2 separate regions of the Gossypium hirsutum genome follow, and region 2 is linked to region 1. A link is a contact called in public Hi-C data. All regions are on one chromosome and are shown on one strand. The core of a region is the stretch at or near the end of the contact, and the rest is flanking DNA. Distances in the headings are between cores, read along the strand shown. Region 1 holds the start of LOC107951048 (serine/threonine-protein kinase tricornered). Region 2 has its middle 10 kb from the start of LOC107950989.

Region 1 (6,346 bases), core at 2,491-4,990:
TTCTTCAGAATAGAAAGGCGGGTATCCTACAAGCATCTCAAACATAATTGCCCCAAGTGACCACCTAAGGGAGAATCTTTCAGAATACATACACAGAGAATATTAAATGAATAGAAGAGGTAAGACAGCTGACTAACCAGTCACATTCCATCCCATATCCTCTCTTCAACAACACTTCAGGGGCAATATAGTCAGGGGTGCCAACTGTTGAATAAGCCTATATAGAATATTGCAAAACCATTAAAAAAAGAAAGTTGAACATGGTAAAGGTGCCTTAACAGCACAGGGTTCATTCTTTGGATCTAGAGGGCGAGTTTCAATTCACTTGAATGACCAGCACACTTTTTAGTGATTAGAGGGCCTCCCAAACAGATGTCAGATTGAAGAATGTTTTAAGATTTTCCTTTGCCAACAAAAGCACATTTTGCTAGCTTAAGATGCCAAAAACAGTTTGCTAAAGCATGAAATACAAGTCCTGTAGCTCTACTTTTCAATCAAAATAAAGGAAAACAATACAAACAGCATCCAATCTTAGCAATTAACCAAAGCTTCTTTACAACCTATAGACACCATTTGTGGAAGTAAAAAAGCATACCAATGTTCGCCTATTCTTTTGCCAATGTAACAACTGCTCTTGTTGCGTCCGCGTAGGTGTTGTGGGAACATTAGAATGTCTACAACTCTCCGCTGAGGGTTTTAAGTTTCTCCCCCCTCCATGGTCATCCTCCCTAAGGTCAGGAAAGCTACTACTATCAAGAGGCTTACACAATCCAAAGTCCGAGAGTTTCATATGGCCGTTACGGTCAAGCAATAGATTATCAGGCTTGATGTCCCTACAAAGAAAAGACAAAAATGTAAAGATGTTAAACTATTATCTTTCCTTCTTTTCCTTTCTCTGGCTACAAGGGTGTAGAGAGAGAAATGAATAACACTCTTACCTGAAAACATATATAACAGGTTTGGATATTCGTATGGTAAACCAGTAAAATGCAAAATTATGTCCAAAGGGCAGTAAACTACTCTTTTTTCCCATATGCTATAATAAACTATAAGAAGTCAATAGAATGGTGAAAACCAATGAACCACGGGAGAATTTTAGATTGTTCAGCATGCAGATGAAAATTATCCCATGGGAACATGATCAAGAAAGATAGAAAACCTGTGGATATAGTTGTGCTTGTGGATGGATTCAATTGCAAGAACAGTCTGGCCAACATAGAACCTCGCCTCATCCTCAGTTAAGGTATCCTTCCGCATCAGTAACGTCATCATGTCACCCCCGGGAAGATACTCCATTACAAGATACAAATATTCATCATCTTGAAACGAGCAATAGAGCTTGACAATGCATTCACTGTCAACTTCAGCAAGGAGATTCCTTTCTGCTTTAACATGCTCGACCTAGAAGGGGAGAAGAAGCACAAATGTGAAAAATAATTACAAAGGACAATGCCTTCATGCTTCAAAGCAGTAGTTAACTAAATCTCCAATAAGTTTTATATTACTTCTCTTCCCAACCTAACCCTGTTTCTAACAACTTTAATGTAAATTTGTCATCTATTACAAGATCAGAATGAAGGTTGAATAAATCAGGCAGCAAATTTTTTAATTTGGGTGAAATTTTTTAATAGGTTCCAGGGCACATTGATCCTTGGAAAAGTAGAATAAAATAGAAATTCATGTAACAAAATAGCAGCCCAAAAATTAACTGACTGAGTTATTTCTTACTAGCTATGCAACCAGTTTCATTTTAACAGCGTGATTGGAAATATGAAGGGAAAAAGAATAGGCTACGAAGTTGAATAAAGAGAATATTATACATCATAGGAAATAGTTTTCCCGAATCTTGTTTAGAAAATGATATCAAAAATCATTAGCAGCAATTTTGAACAATTACCACTTTATCATTATTTATAAAACATTACTAAAATAGAAGCAATAAGAGAAAAGGGAAGAGCACAAGCTGAAATCATTGAAATAATAATCTGGTCTTATCCCCCCAATTTGAAAAAAAAAAAAAGTGAATTTGAGAGAGGACCTGGTAGTTTTTTATTTCTCCCTCCGCTAGTAGACAACTCAAAACAGAGTAAAGTAAAACCCTTACTCCATTTACACGACTTCTCTGTTTCTAAGGAAGTGTAATGAATCAGGAAAAACATTACAGACAAGCAGTACCTGGCCTCTGCGAAGCATCTCTGATTTCTGAAGCTTTTTCATGGCATACACATTGCTAGTAGCTTTTTCTTTACAAAGCCTTACCTGCATGATGACAGCAGAACCAGAAATGAAAAAAATAATTTAATGCAGTATCATGTAATTTTCCATTAAACACAAAGATGAAAATATTGGAACACTGATGCTAGGGGTAAACAATATTTTACTTCCATGTGGAGATTCATATTGGAGAAATTCAAATACTACATGCATCACATTGCAAATCATATATAAATGACTATCTACCAAAAGAAAAAAAGTATCACTGATAATAAAAGTAAAATTAAAATACGAAACCATCAAAATAAGTAGAGAAAGACCTCCCCAAATGCACCCCTCCCTATAATGGTCAAAAGTTCGAAGTCGTCAACACCCATCTTGTGTCTTTGAAGTCGCATGTATTCCGTTTCCTTTTCCTCTAAAAACTTAAGCATATTCATTTGCTCTTCTGCAGTAACGTCAGCATCAGCAAGTTTCCTCTCTAACATCCAACGTCTATATTCCATAGAGATGATTGTTAGGAAAACAGTTCAACCGAAATGATAAAACACCAAGAGAAACAATAATGAAAAAGAAATCCCATACCAGAGAAACTACCATTTATATACATATGATCTGGAATTCCCCAGCATAATTCATTTGTTTCTAAACATAAAATATCTAAGCAAGGCGCCTAGCATAGATAGTGGAGCACAACATATCTTTTACAAAAGTAATTCAAGTACTGACACGAGTTACAATATGCAAGGCAATCTTGTCATACAAGATGTGCTACTTTACTGCTAGTATTTAGCAAATTACCTCTCCTTTCTGTCTTGCAAATTCTTCATCTGTGCTTTGTAGTGGTTCTCAATATACTGTTTGGCAGCAGCAGCCTTCTGTTTGGTGGCAGTTGAAGGCGCCTCAGCCCCATCGATGGGAGGCTTATGTGCATACTTCGCATTTTCCAAATCTTTCTTTTTCTTTGGTGAATTTTCTACTTTCTCATTTTTATGTTGGAATTTCTTAAACCAACTCCTTGCAGAATCCATTATCAACAAGCCCCAATCACAACACGAACACTATTAAAAAAACCTACAAAATAAATATATAAATAATTTCTAATAACTTCTTTAAAAAAACCAATAAAAATAGTTTACAATCGAATTATTTGTCTTCTTCGACTTGTACAAGCATTTTTCGGTTAGAGAATCCAGGTTAGCCATTAAATTGAAAGGGGAATAAAGAAATGTATTTCAGATTCATAAAATGACATATTGATTACTCTATTGCACTCCTCTGTAAAGCCTTTCTTATGATAGATATCTCAAAAATTAGAACAAAAATCCGATAATGAAAAACCAAATTTTCAATTAAATCGGAAAAATTACCTCAGGAAAATAAGAGAATAATTTCCTTTCAACCATGAAGCGTAATCATCAAAACAGAATCCTCTGTTTCACTTCAACTGAGAAAAAAAACAACTAAAAAGAGGAATGTAAAAACTAAAAATTTCAGTGAAGAAAGAATGCGTACTAAAAATCTAATTGAATAATTTCATTTAGTATTTCATTAAATTGGATGTACTGATATTACAATAGTATCCATCTATATCGAGCGTTAATAACTGACTTATGAGGGTATTATTGCCAAAAGATAATTTAATTATAGCTTAAAGATCGTGCAGGTTACGATGACGTTGTCGAGGAAGTTGCTGTTGGTTTAAGGGCGGACCAAGAACCGGTGATAATGCTGGTACTGAAAGCAACGAGTGACAAATTGTAAGAAGTTAAAACGGCACGTGGCAGTTGAAGACATGCCTGAGCCGGCCGGCTAACGTGAAAGCACGATTAAATGATCTGCCACGTTGGATTGGCATAGAAGGCGAGCAAATTGGAGTTAACGCGTTTTCGAGTGCCTGCAAAACGTATTGGAGAGATCAAGGAGTAACCAGGGTTCCGTTTCAAGGGTTAGAAACCGTGTTCAACTTGACGATGGTTTAATGAATTGTTTTATACGGAAAAATATTAAGGGGTAATGGTAAAAAATCCACTTTACCTTAATAAAATTTTCAGTGTAGTACCTGTAACTTTAACTTTGTTTTAAAGTGGTACATGTATTTTTATTTTAGTTATCAATCCAGTACTCCGATCTAGTGGTGTTAACTTCTAACTCTATTTGAGATGTGGATCAATGAAAGAGTGCCATGTGTATAACATCCTCAAAAACTTCTTGGTCTTAACGAGTCAAATTTTTTCAAATAAATAAAATGTGAATTATTTGTAATGCTCTTCACCGGTTCCAGACTATTGGTATGGATGAGAGATGCTACCGAAGCATGTATATGTAAGAAATCTAGGATTTATTTAAGAATTAAATGTTTAAAACATTTTTATAAAATAATTAAAATATGTTTTAGATAGATTGAAAGTTCTAAAAATAATTTAAAATCATTTAGGATTTATTTGGAGTTGACCAAAACCCAAAACGAGTTTCGAAAGGTCAAAACGACTTAAAATAGTGCAGTGCTAAAACAGGCACGACATTGTGACAAGAAACTTATGATGTTGCATCATGATTAACTGAGTTAATAAGGTCGCAACGAGGAGACATGCGAAGTCGCAAAATTGGGCTATATAGTTGCAACATTGCATATTCATAATTATGACTGTGCTCATTAAATTCACCCATAAACACTTTAAATGTTTTGCAAAGTCCATCTATCCATACTATGCATATAACCTACTTAAAGTACTCTCAATTGTATATAAGAACTATTACAAAACACTTTCAAATCATAACTAATGATCTTGAAAGTAAAGTATTCATGTATATCATTGATTAACCAAAAGAAGGATAGGTTAGGGAAATAATATGTTGACTTTCAAGCTCAAATTTGAATAACATTCAACACAAAGACGAAGTAATATGAAATTAACATATTTACTTATATAGACACCACAATTAAAAATATGTCACCTTCATACTATTGTAGGCCTCGATGATAATGTGATGTCCCGAATTGAGTTAAGAATCAAGTCCCATCGAATAAAAAATCAAACATAAAATAATAGTGCATAAGCAAATAATCCTTAGTAAGTTCAAATGGAATTCACTATACTTACTTTGTTGAAAGCGAGCATACCAAAATGCCATCAAAACATCAATACTTACTACAACATTCTCAATTACATCACATAAAAAAAAGTTAAGCATAAGAATTTATAATCATGTTAACCTACATAATTAGAATAACACATATAATATGGTTAATATATATTCTTATCATCTCATGGAATGTCGCGAAATATTCGAATGATGTGCAAATGTACACAATCGTCAACAAGTAATAAAGTAGTAAGTAAAAAATATCATCTCCACATGGGACTGTAAAGGCGAATATTGTGAAAATAAAAACTTATCAAATTGGCGATGAAAATAATTAGGAGTAGATTGAATTAACTAATTAACTTAACTAAAATTAACTAAGTATGCAAAAACTAATGGATATCTAAACACAGAATAAAAACCAACAATTCACAAGTTTAATTACTATAACATGAAAGAGTTAGATTAATTACCTTTTCTAACTTAGAATTATTAAAAGGCATAATTACAAAAAAGCCCTCAACTTTTACGGCTTTTAGATATATGCCCCTAACCTCTTTTTTTTTCTAATTTCAGCCATCACCGTAACGGATTTTTCAGACATCTACCCAGTTGAAACGGTAACCATCAGCTGACCGTTAGTCAACAACCGATCAAAAAAATTAATCTATGTGGCATTCCAGTTGACTGATGATGTTGCAAACATTTAAATAATAACACTAATGTGGCAAAAAAATTAAACAAATTTAATGAACATAAAACAAAAAAAATCCTAAATCCCCCAAATCATCTCAAACCCACAAATTCGAAATTTTTTTCGTAAATTCTAAAATCCCCAACTTGTCAAATTCCCCAAATAGTGAAATCCCCAAATCTAAAACCTTTAAAATCTTTGTTGAATCCTTGAAATCTTAAAATCCCTAAATCTTGAAATCCTTAAATCATTAACATTCCGAAATATTCTTGAAATATCTAAAACTTTTACGAACCAAATTGTTGAATCCCTAAAACTTTTAAAAACAAAAAAGCTTCAACAATTGTGATC
Region 2 (7,082 bases), core at 929-3,428, 430 kb after region 1:
ATCATCAGTCAAAAAGGAGACTCGTGAAAATTCTCAAAAATTAGGTGTTTGTGGACTTGCATTACACTATGCTAATGTAATTCATCAGATTGACAACATTGTAAGTCTACGCCATGCTCTTCTTTTCCTTATTTCCACTTGCAGTCCAGGCCATCCATCAGCTTGGGTTATAAATTGAATCTCAATGTTATAGGCAGCTCGACCAGCCTCACTTCCTCCTAATATCAGGGACACATTATATCATGGATTGCCACCCACTGTTAAGAAAGCTTTAAGGTCTCGATTGCAGTCCATTGACACCAAGGAAGAGGTATACATTCTTTTCTTTTTGTTTTGGTAATAGTTCAACTGTGATCCATACTCCTATAGTCTTTGATTTTCATTGCTTGAGTTCATCTATTGTTTGAACACTATCACTTAATTGCTTTCTTTTTTCTGTAGCGCTCAATATCACAGGTCAAGGATGAAATGGAAAAGACACTACAGTGGCTTGTTCCAGTTGCCACAAACACAACCAAGTATGTTATGTTATGCTTGTTTAGATTTAATTTTTTTGAGAAATTAAGCCAAAATTCCTAGGTAATATTTCTTCTTTTTTTGCAACAGAGCACATCAAGGTTTTGGATGGGTTGGAGAATGGGCGAGCACAGGGTTAGTGAAAGGCTTTTCTTTGTCTCTCTGTGTGCATATTGTCACATGTGAATGGACTTATTCTGTTTCCTGGTGTTTGACAGCAATGAATTTGGAAGAAGCGCAGCGGTAAATATTGCCCTCACCGGCCTTCAGACGCTTTATCATGCTGATAAAGCGAAAACAGATGCATACGTCCTTGAATTGGTGGCATTGCTTCATCATTTGATCAGCTTAGTGAAACAAAGAGATCACGGGTCCAAGCCTCAGACATTTCGATCTCCTTTTCACTCCAAGATGCAGCGGCAATTTCTATCCTTGAATAGTGGTACTAAACCCCGCAAGGTTGAACTGTCAGAACAAGACAGGAAGTTGTTAAGCAAGGTGAGTGGGAGGAGATTGGTTCCTGGAATCAGCAAAAGTCAGGAATTTCCTTTAGGCAAAAACAAAAGGATCAAAGTTTGGGCATTAAGTAGAAGTGCTGGGAACTCTCCTGATAGGGCAAGAAAGAGTTGCAAGCATTCAAAAACAAATATATTGGATGTGATGGATGGTTTAGACCTCGCAACTTGAATGTCACTTCTTGTCTCATTCCTAACAGTCCCATTCTTCTCATTCTATTATTAAATATATGTGAGATTCATTAGAGTGTACATAATACCTTCCATATATTGTATATTGGTATTTTTTTTCCCAAGTCATCTTAACAAGTGGATATATTGTTTTTGTTTTGGTATTAGTATATATTGATATTAGCACGTTTTAATATTTGTAAAATCTAATTTTAATCGAAATGAAACTTAATTTCGTATTGAAACAGTATGGTATTAGTCAATCCAAACAAATTTGAGTTAGAGGTGAACAAAATTTGATTTGATTCAAAAAAGTAAAATAAAAATTCAAATTTCTAATTAATTGAATTGAGTTGTTCGAGTCAACTCAAATAAGTAATTTCAGTTTTGAGTCGAGTTAAATTTTACAATTCGAATAATTTGAATAATAAATTAATTTATTGAATTTAGTGAATTCAAGCCGAGCCGGGCTAAAAATGTCTTACCTAAGAACCGGCCTGTTTTTTAAACAGACCTTATTTTTTGTCTAAATCCATTTTTCGAGCCTATATTTTTACTCAAACCCTCCCACATTAGGTGGTCTGGCCTATTAACAAGTCTAATTAAGAGTCAGATTATATTTTAATCTTATACTTAAAAAATGGTGTCTATTCCATCAATTACGTTAACTTTTAATAATACAAATAAATAAAATTACAAATAGTAACTCTTCAAATCTCGTAGTTTTGGAGATAGTAACCCAATAGTGCTCTCCAGAAAATAATTTCAATAATCCACAAACAACTCAGCAGAGTTTCTCAATTTGCTTTGTATCCTACCAAAAGAATGACAAACTTAATTTCGAAACTAGAATTATTGATGTGCTTTTTTCCCTCCAAGGTAGAGATCAGGTGGTAAAGATAGGAGTGGTAGTGCCCAAGTGTTGGCAAAGCCTGCGAGTAATGACCACTCAACATATCCCGTTCAGTGCCTAAAGTATCAGGCTATAGTCTTTGGGGACCCTTCTATTTTATAGGAGATGTCAGTCCTTGCTTCCCGTCTCTGTGCAATGTGGGTTTTACACATTAGACTAGCTTAGCGGCCCTTTTGAGTTTTTAACCTATTTTGTCCCCACTCCTCACTATCTATTTCTTTTTCGATCTCAAAAATGCCTAGTATAAGGTTTAGGCTTCTTTTGGTTCACCGTTTAAAGCTAGTGAGGTGCAGTTGGACTTCCAACCTCACTGGGAAGATGTTTGGTTGAGTGTTTCAGTGCAACCAAAATCAATTCTCACCACACTGCTATCCCAAAAATCAACTGGAGCTTTCAGCAGCAATAAGCTCACTGGTTGAACTTCCATTTATTATTTTACCATTTTATCCTTAAAGTTTCTTTATCAATCTGTTATTTTTTTCAGATTTGGCGGGCAAATTCTGCTATCTATGTTGGAGTTTCAACACACTTTAACCGGGTAAAGTAAGAATTTCAAACAGAGCACCAGCAGCAACGTATTATACCCGGGTAAAATATGAAGGAAAAATGCTTGAAGTTCAAGCTTTTAGCTACTGTCAAGAATGGAGAACAGAACTTAGAATTTTTAGAAGGCAAAGGAAGAATGGAGCATATGGAAGAAAATATGATGATTTCATTCGTTTTAAACATTGGTTATATAATAAAAATTAAAAATTAAAAATTATTATCATTTTATCTAATAAATAATTTAAATTGATTATATAATTCATTAAAATATTTATAATAAAATATTAAAAGATACATTTTAATATTTTATTAAATAAATTTATAAATTCACATATTTTAATAATTTTATATAAGTAAAATAATTTAAAAACTTCTATTATATATCAATTCTAATATGATGTCCTTAATAGTCATTTTTCATTTTCACCTTACCGCTACAGCTGCGTTTGAATCCAAACACACACTCTACCGCTGTTTCTAATCTCACCGCTACAGTATCCAATCTCACCGCTACAGTAACTAATCTCACCGCCACCGCTGTTTTTAACCTTACCGGAGGTAAACACACCGTCCATCCAAACTAAGGCTTAATTTGGATGGGCGGTGCGTTTACTTCTGGTGAGATTCAAAATAGTGGTAGCGGTGAGATTATTTACTATGGCGGTGAGATTGGATACTGTAACGGTGAGATTAGAAATAGCGGTGGGGTATGTGTTTGGATTCAAACACAACTGTAGTGGTGAGATGAAAATAAAAAATGACTATTAAAGATATTACATTAAATTAAATTAAATTAAATTAAATTAAATTAAATTATATATGTAAAATAAATAATTATTCCATATTAAATAATATATATTAAATTTTTATTTATATTAAAACAAAAATTTTATTAATAAACAATTACATTACATAAAGTTCATGTATCTACTTATTTATAATTAACTTTTATTTATATATTTATTTTAAAATATATTTATAGTAAATATTAAAATAATTATGACAATAAACATATAATTTATATATTTTATGATAAATATATATATTTACTACATCAACATATATAAAAGAATAAAATTTATTTAATTGCTATATAATAATAACATTTGTAATTTACTTATTTGGATACCCAAAAGTCTTATTTTCACACCCATATTAAGGATAAAGTGGTAAAAATATTACCCACTATAGTTGCGTTTTGTTTACTGGTGTTTGACACTCCAGTCTAAAACTTTCTCACCAGTGCGTTGAAAGATCTTTCGCTGGCAAAATTTGTTGTCATCCAAACAGGTATATATGGTGCGATTGCACCAAAATCAAGAATAAACGGGCTTCACTGGAAGTAACTGGGCATCCAAAGGAGCCCTAAAACAATAAAGAGGTGTCACCGCGGATTTCTAATAATGTGGTTGAGAATTTAATCATGCTATACGATTAGTTATTTATTTTTTTAACAGTATCTGTGATGAGTGAATTTGTCACTGTTGTTGACGAAGGATAACTTGATTTTGATAAAAAAAATTAAAAATATAAATTTTTATAAACTAAAAGTGAGGGCAATCTTTATTTTAAAACAAATAATATCTCATTGTGGATATATTTCAACAATCTTTACCATCTTCTTAGAAATCAATTATAAATTAAAAGATATATTATTATCTTTACTAACTGTTTGATTCATAAATTATATCTATTTAATAGAGTTTTTTTATATAAAATAATTAAATTGTTTATTTTATGTAAAAATTATTAAGTGATATATATTAATTTACAAAAATATATTATATTATTTATTATATTATATTGATAATTAAATAATTGCTATCTTTTTTATTAAATTTATAAATTTAATACTCATATTTTAAAATCTAAATAATGTACCAATATTATTCAAAGTCAAAATAAACGAAATAGAGCCCAAACTTCAAGTCCAAAGTAAAAAGAAATTAAATCCAATAGCCAAATAAAAGGGCAATTTACTAAAAAAGCCCTTTTTTCGTTAATTACAAAAATGGTTCGACTTTTTTATTATTTACGGGAAAGGACCATTTTCCCCGAAAGCGCATCCACGTCAGAGAGAAGTCGGCAAAATGCGTCCCTAGGGGAGCATTTTGTCCATGTCAGCACAAAGCGCTTCCTTGAGGGTGTGCTTTGTGCTGACGTGGACAAATCGCTCCTCCAGGGACGCATTTTGCCTCTTTTTTTAAGGTTAGGATTTTTAGTGGTTTAGGGTTTTTGGTGGTTTATGGTTTTTGGTGGTTTAGGGTTTTTAGGGTTTTTTAAGGGAAAAAATAATGAACACTTAGAGTTGAGGGTTAATTAATTAAATTAACTATGAAAATAAAAAATCAATTAAATTAGGGTTTAGGGTTTTTAAGGTTAGGGTTTTTGATTGTTTTAGGGTTAGGGTTTTAGCGATTTAGAGTTTTTTGTGTTTTTTAAGGGAAAAATTAATGAACACTTAAAGTTGAGGGTTAATTAATTAAATTAACTATGAAAATAAGAAAAAATCAATTAAATTAGGGCTTAGTGGTTTAGGGTTTTTAGGGTTTTTTAAGGAAAAATTAATGAACACTTAGAGTTGAAGGTTAATTAATTAAATTAACTATGAAAATAAGAAAAAATCAATTAAATTAGGGCTTAGTGGTTTAGGGTTTTTAGGGTTTTTGATTATTTTAGGGGTTAAGGTTTTAGTGGTTTAGGGTTTTAGTGTTATTTAAGGGAAAAATTAATGAACGAGGGTTAATTAATTAAATTAACTATGAAAATAAGAAAAAATCAATTAAATTAAGGCTTAGTGGTTTAGGGTTTTTTGGTGGTTTAGGGTTTTTAATATTTTTTAAGGGAAAATTAATTTAATTAGAGTTCAGGGTTAATTAATTAAATTAACTACAAAAATAAAAAAAATAATTAAATTAGGGTTTAGGGTTTTTTAGGATTTATTAATTAAATTAACTGTTAATTACAGAAAAAAGCTCCCACGTGGATGCTCTTTTGCTACAGTAGTATCTGATAAAATAATTTTGAGAAGATTCAAAAACGCTTCAAGAAGGATGCACTTTTAGCAAAATTATAGGAAAAAGCTCCCACATGGACGCTCTTTTGCTATAGTAGTATCTGATAAAATAATTTTGAGAAGATGTTTTTGAACAAATAGTGTCAAAAACGAAGGATGCACTTTCAGCAAAATTACGGGAAAAAGCTCCCACGTGGACGCTCTTTTGCTACAGTAGTATCTGATAAAATAATTTTGAGAAGATGTTTCTGAACAAATAGTGTCAAAAACGCTTAAAGAATGATGCACTTTCAGCAAAATTACGGGAAAAATCTCCCACGTGGAAACTCTTTTGCTACAGTAGTATCTGATAAAATAATTCGAGAAGATGTTTCTGAACAAATAGTGTCAAAAAAGCTTCAAGAAGGATGCACTTTCAGCAAAATTATGAGAAAAAGCTCCCATGTGGACACTCTTTTGCTACAGTAGTATCTGATAAAATAATTTTGAGAAGATGTTTCTGAACAAATAGTGTCAAAAACACTTTAAGAATGATGCACTTTCAGCAAAATTATGAAAAAAAGCTCCCAAGTGGACGCTCTTTTGCTATAGTAGTATCTGAAAAAGCCTTAGACTATAAATGAGCCAAACTTCATTATCAGGTTGCATAAGTTACAGCAAGAGAAATTGAGGCTAAAGTAAAATAGAAACTGAGGATGAGTGAAGGTGTTAGTGCTATTATTTACTATAATGGCGAGGTCCGTGACACCGAGAACGACATCGTTTTTTCATCAGAGAGCACAGTACGACTGGTTTTTAACCAGAACATAGATTTCATAGAACTTCGTAAAAGAATTAGGCGTAAAATCTTCAGAACAATGTCAATGAAAGTTTTGTCTATTAAGTATCGATTTTATACTTCAATTGATCCCATGAGATATGACTCATTCGACATCAAAAGTTATCGTAGCTTGGAGGCAATGGTGCAGACTCATCTTGCTAGTGGATCACACTATCTTGAGTTATATGTACAATTTTCATCACCAATTGATGCATTTGCGACCTCGACATCTAATGCTGTTCGAGAGGAATACACGACCCCTGCTTGACACTCCGTTAGTGGGTGAAAAAACACAGAAGCGCCTGTGTTTGGTAGCAGTATGAAATACACATCTCCTGCATGACACTCTATTGGTGGATGGGACATGCACCTTGGTGGGTCGATGTTTGACACTGGAAATATGTACTGGGGAATGACATCAACTTCTAGTGGTTGGCAATCCACATCGGATTGGGGACGTTATGAAACATCTAGAAGAAGGGATATTATACTCCCTACGACATCCATCGGCGAGTGGACCTCGTTCCTTGCAGATGATGGTGGGTCAGATGATGAGTCTGATGCGGATCCACCTCGAGAGCCTGG

Evidence for each region. A called contact is a pair of places that touch in the nucleus more often than the background predicts.
Region 2: a contact with region 1 is called in a Hi-C map of leaf, with 2.9 times the contacts expected there. The contact joins the enhancer-like site here to the promoter of LOC107951048 in region 1. A contact is called at or near these places in 7 of 34 Hi-C or Micro-C datasets (callus, hypocotyl, leaf and 1 more).

The regions. Positions count from the first base shown.
Region 1 is chrA02:28,841,898-28,848,243 of Gossypium_hirsutum_v2.1, forward strand. LOC107951048 (serine/threonine-protein kinase tricornered) reads right to left here and starts at 3,741. Exons shown (of 14, transcript XM_016885939.2): 1 at 3,585-3,741; 2 at 3,016-3,275; 3 at 2,535-2,709; 4 at 2,176-2,259; 5 at 1,160-1,401; 6 at 596-833; 7 at 138-217; 8 at 1-64. The coding sequence starts at 3,620.
Region 2 is chrA02:29,273,108-29,280,189 of Gossypium_hirsutum_v2.1, forward strand. It overlaps the pseudogene LOC107950990. Among protein-coding and RNA genes, the nearest start is that of LOC107950989, 10 kb to the right of the region's middle. Within about 2 kb of position 2,179, at least 5 of the 9 cell types and tissues checked have an H3K27ac peak or open chromatin away from gene starts, as enhancers often do. A contact at or near this core is called in leaf, where this site is marked.